Linked DNA regions of Mus musculus: region 1 is linked to region 2. The links are chromatin contacts, called in public promoter capture Hi-C maps. All regions are on one chromosome and are shown on one strand. The core of a region is the stretch at or near the end of the contact, and the rest is flanking DNA. Distances in the headings are between cores, read along the strand shown. Region 1 holds the start of Abhd16a (abhydrolase domain containing 16A). Region 2 holds the start of C2 (complement component 2 (within H-2S)).

Region 1 (3,496 bases), core at 788-3,287, 210 kb after region 2:
AGGACAGCCGGGGCTACAAAGTGAGATTCCATCTTGGAAAACAAACAAACAAAAACCAAGAGTCCTAATAAAGTGTCTAAGTTCGGGTTAATATTGCTTTGATGAAACACCATGACCAAAGCAACTTGGGGAGGAAATAGTTTATTGGGCTTACACTTTCATATCATGGATCACCAGTAAACACAAGATGGGAGCTCACACAGATCAGGAACCTGGAGGCAGAAGCTGCTACAGAGGCCATGGAAGGGTGCTGCTTAATGGCTTGCCCCTTTTCATTGTAGGTCTGCATTAAGAGTGACCACTGACGGGCTGGAGAGATGGCTCAGCGGTTAAGAGCACTGACTGCTCTTCCGAAGGTCCTGAGTTCAAATCCCAGCAACCACATGGTGGCTCACAACCATCCGTAATGAGATCTGGCGCCCTCCTCTGGTGTGTCTGAAGACAGCTACAGTGTACTTACATGTAATAAATAAATAAATAATTAATTAAAAAAAAAAGAGTGACCACTGACAAGCACATGACAGAATCAATACGAGGCTGCCTTAAAATCTCCTCTGCCAATGGCATTAATCCAAAACTCTCAGACATGCAGGCTGTGTACATATATGGATACACACACAAATGTAACTTTACAAAAGGGGAAGGGATTCGGTGTGGTAGTGATGCATGCCTTTACTCCTAGCACTTTAAGATTTATTTCTACATATATAAGTACTCCATCTGCTTGTATATCTGCATGCCAGAAGAGGGGATCAGATCGTAAGCCACCATGTGGTTGCTGAGAATTGTATGTAGGACATCTCGAAAAGCAGCCAGAGCCCTTTACCACCAATCCTAGCACTTTGAACAAGGTTTCTCTATATAGCCCTGAGTGGCCTGGAACTCACTACATACGTAGACTAGGGTGGCCTGGAACTCAAGAGGCCAATCTGTCAACACACCCATCTCTCTCTGTCTCTCAAGTGCTGGGATTAAAAGCATGTGGCACTACATCGGGCAGATTACTTCTTTCAAAAACTTAAAAAAAAAAAAAAAAGATTCTTGGGTTAGAGAGATGGCTCAGTGGTTAAGAGCACTGACTGCTCTTCCAGAGATCCTAAGTTCAAGTCCCAGCAGCAACCACATGGTGGCTCACAACCATCTGTAATGAGATCAGACGCCCTCTTCTGGTGTGTCTGAAAACAGCTACAGTGTATTCATATACATAAAATAAAAAAAAATTTAAATAGAATTCTTCAGAAGAATCCTGCTATTTCTTCTAATGGATACATCCCTAGATCTGTGTGTGTGTGTGTGTGTGTGTGTGTGTGTGTAACCCAGGGCTTTCAGCATGTTAAGCAAAGTTTTCTATACTTGAGCTACAAATCCAGACACTAGCCTCTTTTCTTGAAGTTCTTGTCAAATGCTCCTACTCTCACCCAGTGATCGTTCCAGAACATGCTGACATTAAGGGATAGGGTTTAAAAAAAAAAAAAAAGTGAAGCCAGGCGTGGTAGTGCACGCCTTTAATCCCAGCACTGGGGAGGCAGAGGCAGGTAGATTTCTGAGTTCGAGGCCAGCCTGGTCTACAGAGTGAGTTCCAGGACAGCCAGGGCTACACAGAGAAACCCTGTCTCGAAAAACCAAAAAAAAAATGTGGGGGCTGGAGAAATGCTCAGCGGTTAAGAGCATTGACTGCGCTTCCGAAGATCATGAGTTCAAATCCCAGCAACCACATGGTGGTTCACAACCATCTGTAATGAGATCTGATGCCCTCTTCTGGTGTGTCTCTAGACAGTAACAGTGTACTCACATAATAAATAAAGAAATCTTTAAAAAAAAAAAAGTAACCACCTGGGGCATTCATTTTCTTAAGTTTCTCTATTCAGAACAGCTCTAACTAACTGTAGACCGTCGCCCACTGCGCTGAACACTCCTCTCGTGGCGAGAACGTCAGGCTGGACCCTGCCACGGGGCGAGCGGATACGTGCTGACGTCACGCACGCACACAGGCACGCACGCAGCGCCCAGGAGACTACGGGCGGGGCCGGCGGGGACCTGAGGCCGAGGGACAGCGGCCCGAGCCGGGGCTATGGCGAAGCTCCTGAGCTGCGTCCTCGGCCCCCGGCTCTACAAGATCTACCGGGAGAGGGACACGGACCGGGCCGCGTCCAGCGTCCCCGAGACTCCCACTGCCGTCCCCGCCGCCTCGTCCAGCTCCTGGGTGAGTCGGGTTCCCCCCGGCGGAGAGCATGGTATGGTCCAGACCGCGCTGCGCTGCGCTCGCCCGGCGCGCCCACTGTGGGAAACGGGGGAGCCCGCTTGTCAAGTGGCGGTCGCGCACGCAGTCCGCCTGCGGGCGCTTCCCGGCCCCCTCCCAGTCACGCAGGGCCCAGCCGCCGCCTCTCTTTACGGCTTTGGAGGAACTCTTCCTCACACCCACCACCACGCTTGCTTTTTTTTTTCCCCCTCCGCGTCCCCCGAATGGCTGGTCCCAGTTGAGTTTGGAGTCCCCTGCGCGCACTGGCTTTTGCCCACCTACTCCCAATTTCTCCCAGGATCTGTTGACTTTCTCTTTAACCTGACTTTTCAGTTTCAAAAATGACTTCATGTCATGTATTTACTTGTGCGCCTTGTGCCCCCAAACCTAGCCTGAAAACCAGGGTCTTGCATTCAGGGTGGTAGTTTGCTCTCCAAAATGTTTTTGTTTTTATTGGTTGCAAATTATGTTTAGGAGGCTTTCCGAAGTGCCCACACTTAGCGACATTTTTCCCGGAATCGACTTACATCAAATGCTATTCCTTCCCTCTTAGAATTGTCATGGAGTCTCTCATTTTCAATTTTACTCCTCTCCCCATAGTGACACAATCATATCTGTATGGAGTTTCAGGGGAAAAAAAGGACCGGTTTTCCAAATGCTGCTTTCACTTTTGCTTCCAAGCCTAGCACCCCGTGATTGCTTTCAGGGTGAGGGGTGAAATGTCAGGGGGGGGGAGTTGAAGCTTCAGCAGAAACAGGAGTATCCCAGGAGAAATGGCCACAGAGGCTAGAACCAGGTGACACAGGTTAGGGCTTCTGGAAGGGAGGAAGGGCCTGTCAGCTGGCAAGGTCCTTAACAGGCCATCTGTTTTGGCAGGATACGTATTATCAGCCTCGGGCCCTGGAGAAACATGCAGACAGCATCCTGGCACTGGTAAGTCAGTCCCAGCATCTGCCAGTCAAACCCAGCCCTGGAGAAGGCAACACCCCAGGAGGTGAGGGGTGCTCTGGGCCCTGTACAGCAGAGCTTGCACAGAGGACCAGCGTATCCCAAGTGCCTACCGTTGGCATTCTCCCTTAGGAAGTCCCCTTTGTGTACCATAAGCTTTTTCCAGAGCAGTTTGAGCCCTAAGGATAACAAATTTACCTTTGGGATCGGCTGCAGGTCTCTGAGTCTTGCAGTCCCTAGTGACCTATCCTCCCTGGCAACTAACTTCTGTGGCTGCAGAGACAGCTGTTCTCCCTGGCAGAGTTCCTA
Region 2 (3,311 bases), core at 411-2,910:
CTCCAGGGGTGGGCGGGACCTAGGCAACATAAGCTCATTCTCAGCTGCACGGTAAGTTCCAAGCTCACCTTTGAAAGCAGCGCTCTAAGTTAGCAGATGCAAAACAAAATGAATCCAGAAGGACTAGGAAAAGGGACTCAAAAGCAGAGAGCAGGGCAAGCAAGACTAAGACCCTAATTTCTGCTCCCAGCCCCAAAGAAATCCCCAAAGTAGACTGAAACCTAAGATTATGGTTTTAGAGGTGTCTCAGCGGGTAAGAGCCCTGACTGCTCTTCCAGAGGTCCTGAGTTCAAATCCCAGCAACCACGTGGTGGCTCACAACCACCTGTAATGGGGATCCAATGCACTCTTCTGGTATGTCTGAGGACAGCTACAATGTCTACTCATATAAATAAATAAATAAATAAATACATAAATACATAAATAAATAAACAAACAAACAAACAAATAAATCTTTTTTTAAAAAGATTACAGTTTTAAGCAGTTGGTCGAATACTGTCAACTTAAAACAGTTCAACTTCCTTGATTAATAAATAGCTGTTAAGGGCTCTGGTCACCCCAGTATCTCACCAACAACATTTGTGGTTTTAGGGTGCTCTGAGGCACTTAGCATCCATTTAGAATGGTCAAATAATCCTACAGTTAATTTTAGCTAAAAAAAAACAACAACAAAAAACAAACAAAAAAAAAAAAAAAAAACAATGTCTTCTTAAGTTGAGAGCGGACTTTCCTGGTTTGTTTGTTTGTTTGATGGTTGGTCTGGGTTTGTGGTTTTCTGAGGGCCTTTGTTGGTGTGGGTTGTGTGTTTTTGGAGATAGGTCTCTGGCCCTGGGTGGTCTAGAACTCACTATGTAGACCAGGTTGCCTCCCTCCCTCTCCTCCCTCCCTTTGCCTCCCAAGTGCTGGAATTTAAGGTGAGTCACCACCACACCAGGCTTTCTGCAGTATTTTGACTCTGTGTGTGTGTGTGTGTGTGTGTGTGTGTGTGTGTCTGTCTGTCTCTCTCTTTCTCTCTCTCTCTCTCTCTCTCTCTCTCTCTCTCTCTCTCTCTCTTCCTGGAGAACCCACTGCTAATAAGCTCTGGCTGACACTGGTGGGCACTCTCCAAAGCCCAAAGTCCAAAGGGACTCACGTTTGCAGACTGCTTTAACCATCCGAGAGGATCGCAGGGTGTGATGTGAGCTAGACCTTGGTGTCAGCCACTGTCCGTTGCTCTGACATTTCCTCCAGGCTGGGGACGGGTACCTGCCCAGGGGGCAGGAGTAGATGAGGAGGCTCCCAGGGGCCCAGCCATGGCTGAGGGTGAAATTACCACCGGTGATATTGACATTCTGGTTGCAGAAGAGAGCAGCCAGGCCTGCGGGTGTGGGAAAGAACCGGGAGAAAGGAAAAACCAGGCCAGATGAGAGAGAGGCAAGAAGAGGCTATCTGTCCCTTTGACTTGTGAACTGGACCTGGCAGCACCTGCTACACCTACAGGGCCCCAATAACCCCTTTCCCAGCCTCCTACCTGGGCCCAGCTGCAGCAGGTAGAAGAGAGCCAGCAGAGGGGCCATGGTCTCCAGGACAGTAGAACGGAGAGCTAGGGGAGAGGAAAAGTCATCTGACTTCCCCGAGATCGGAAAAGACAGCGCTCGCTCGCTCGCTCGCTAGAGGGGAGTGGCGGGGAGTGGCAAGGGGATGGTACCAGGGGAAAAAGAGAGAGAAACCCGCCAGGGATTCTGAACTCAGCTTTGGGGCAGGACCTTTGCCCCAACACACACACACACACACACACACTGAAGCAAGCATATTTGGCCTTGTGTGGCTTGCATTAAGCACACAAGCCCTGCAAAACGTTTTATTTATTTTGTTTCACGTCTTTTTTTGGAGTTTGCCACATGCATTGGGGTCCACTGGGTCTTCCCCAGAATAGCTTCTGAGGACTTGAAACTGATGTTCCTAGAACTTCTTGGCGTATAGGAAGATTCACATTCTTTCCTGGGTCCTTCCCTGAAAATAAGATAAAAAGAAAGCCAACAGTTATTTGGAAAGTTGGAAAGAATTCTTAGAGGAAAAAAAAAAATTATTGGAACAACCAGCAGATTAAATGTCCAAGCTGCAAAAGATAAGAGTAAAAAAATTGGGGGTTGGTATTCAGAAGAATAAACAGCATTTTGAAGTTTGAGATACACTTTTATTTATTGAAAAAAAAAAGAACTCTTTTCATACAATATATTTTGATCATGTTTTTTCCCTCTGAGACAGGATCTCACATAACCTAGATGGACTTAGAATTTCTAAGTAGCTGAAACTGGCCTTGAGTCCTTATCCTCCTGCTTCTGTCCCCCAAGTTTGAAGATTCTAAACACTGTTTATCACACTGGCCTCCCAGCTATGGGGATTTTGTTTGTTTGTTTGTTTGTTTGTTTGTTGCTTTAAAGACAAGGTCTTACTATGTAGCTCTGGCTGTCCTGGAATTTCTCTGTAGCCCAGGCTAGCCTCTGCCTCCCACATGCACAGGCCTGGCCCAGCCATGAAGAATTTAACCTGATATATCAGCCTCTTTGTGCCTCCCAAGCCTCTGGACGCAGTTACTTTCCTTGTTACTATAACAAGATCAGGGGGAGCACCCTCCTAGGCTCACTGCCACCCCAAGAAAACCTGTCAGATCAGCAACAAAAATACCATGGGTTTCTATTTCTGGGCTCTGTGTGTGTGTGTGTGTGTGTGTGTGTGTGTGTGTGTGTGTGTGCCTCACTAATCATGGGTGTAATTTCTCAGACCCCTTCCATCTTTTGTGTGAGATGGGGGTCTCTCACTGATTCAGAATTTTGCCAAGTGAACAGTCTAACTGACCAGCGAGCTTCAGGGACCTGCCTGTCTCTGCTCCCCAGCAATCACTGCGATTACAATACTGCACCCGGCCTTTTTAACGTGGGTTCTAGGGTATTCACACAGGAATCTCACTTGCACAACAAGCATTTTGTGAACCCAGTCATCTACCCAGTCCCCATCTCCTTGAGACTGAGTTTGAAACCAGTGCTAGCCTCAAACTTGCTGTGGAGCGGAGGCAGGGCTTGACTTCCTGATCCTCCTGCCTCCACCTTCCAACTTCTGCTTTACTGCCACCCTGAGGAAGCACTTTTCACACACACAGCTCTTGGAGCCTTGGAAAGGACAATGTCAGGCTTCTGGTTCCTCCAGGCCACCTTCCCCAGAGGCTTCCCTGTAAGCCCAGACACTAGGGTCCTCACAGACCCTCCTGACATTGGACCAGCTTCCCAAGACATAAACAAAAAGCTGAGAGTTTGGTTCTTGGGCCTCCCTAG

The links. Promoter capture Hi-C pulls out the DNA fragments that hold promoters and counts their contacts.
Region 1: a promoter capture Hi-C map of liver shows a contact between it and region 2, with 2.4 times the contacts expected there. The contact joins the promoter of Abhd16a here to the promoter of C2 in region 2. A contact is called at or near these places in 7 of 39 promoter capture datasets (the C10 cell line, the HPC-7 cell line, cranial neural crest and 4 more), 3 of 484 Hi-C or Micro-C datasets (embryonic stem cells and liver), 1 of 115 datasets of contacts at active chromatin or transcription factors (craniofacial prominence) and 3 of 9 other capture datasets (adipose tissue, liver and pancreatic islet).

The regions. Positions count from the first base shown.
Region 1 is chr17:35,087,254-35,090,749 of GRCm38.p6, forward strand. Abhd16a (abhydrolase domain containing 16A) reads left to right here and starts at 2,038. Exons shown (of 20, transcript NM_178592.3): 1 at 2,038-2,203; 2 at 3,116-3,172. The coding sequence starts at 2,072.
Region 2 is chr17:34,880,440-34,883,750 of GRCm38.p6, forward strand. It overlaps C2 (complement component 2 (within H-2S)), which reads right to left and starts at 1,661. Exons shown (of 18, transcript NM_013484.2): 1 at 1,511-1,661; 2 at 1,133-1,357. The coding sequence starts at 1,556.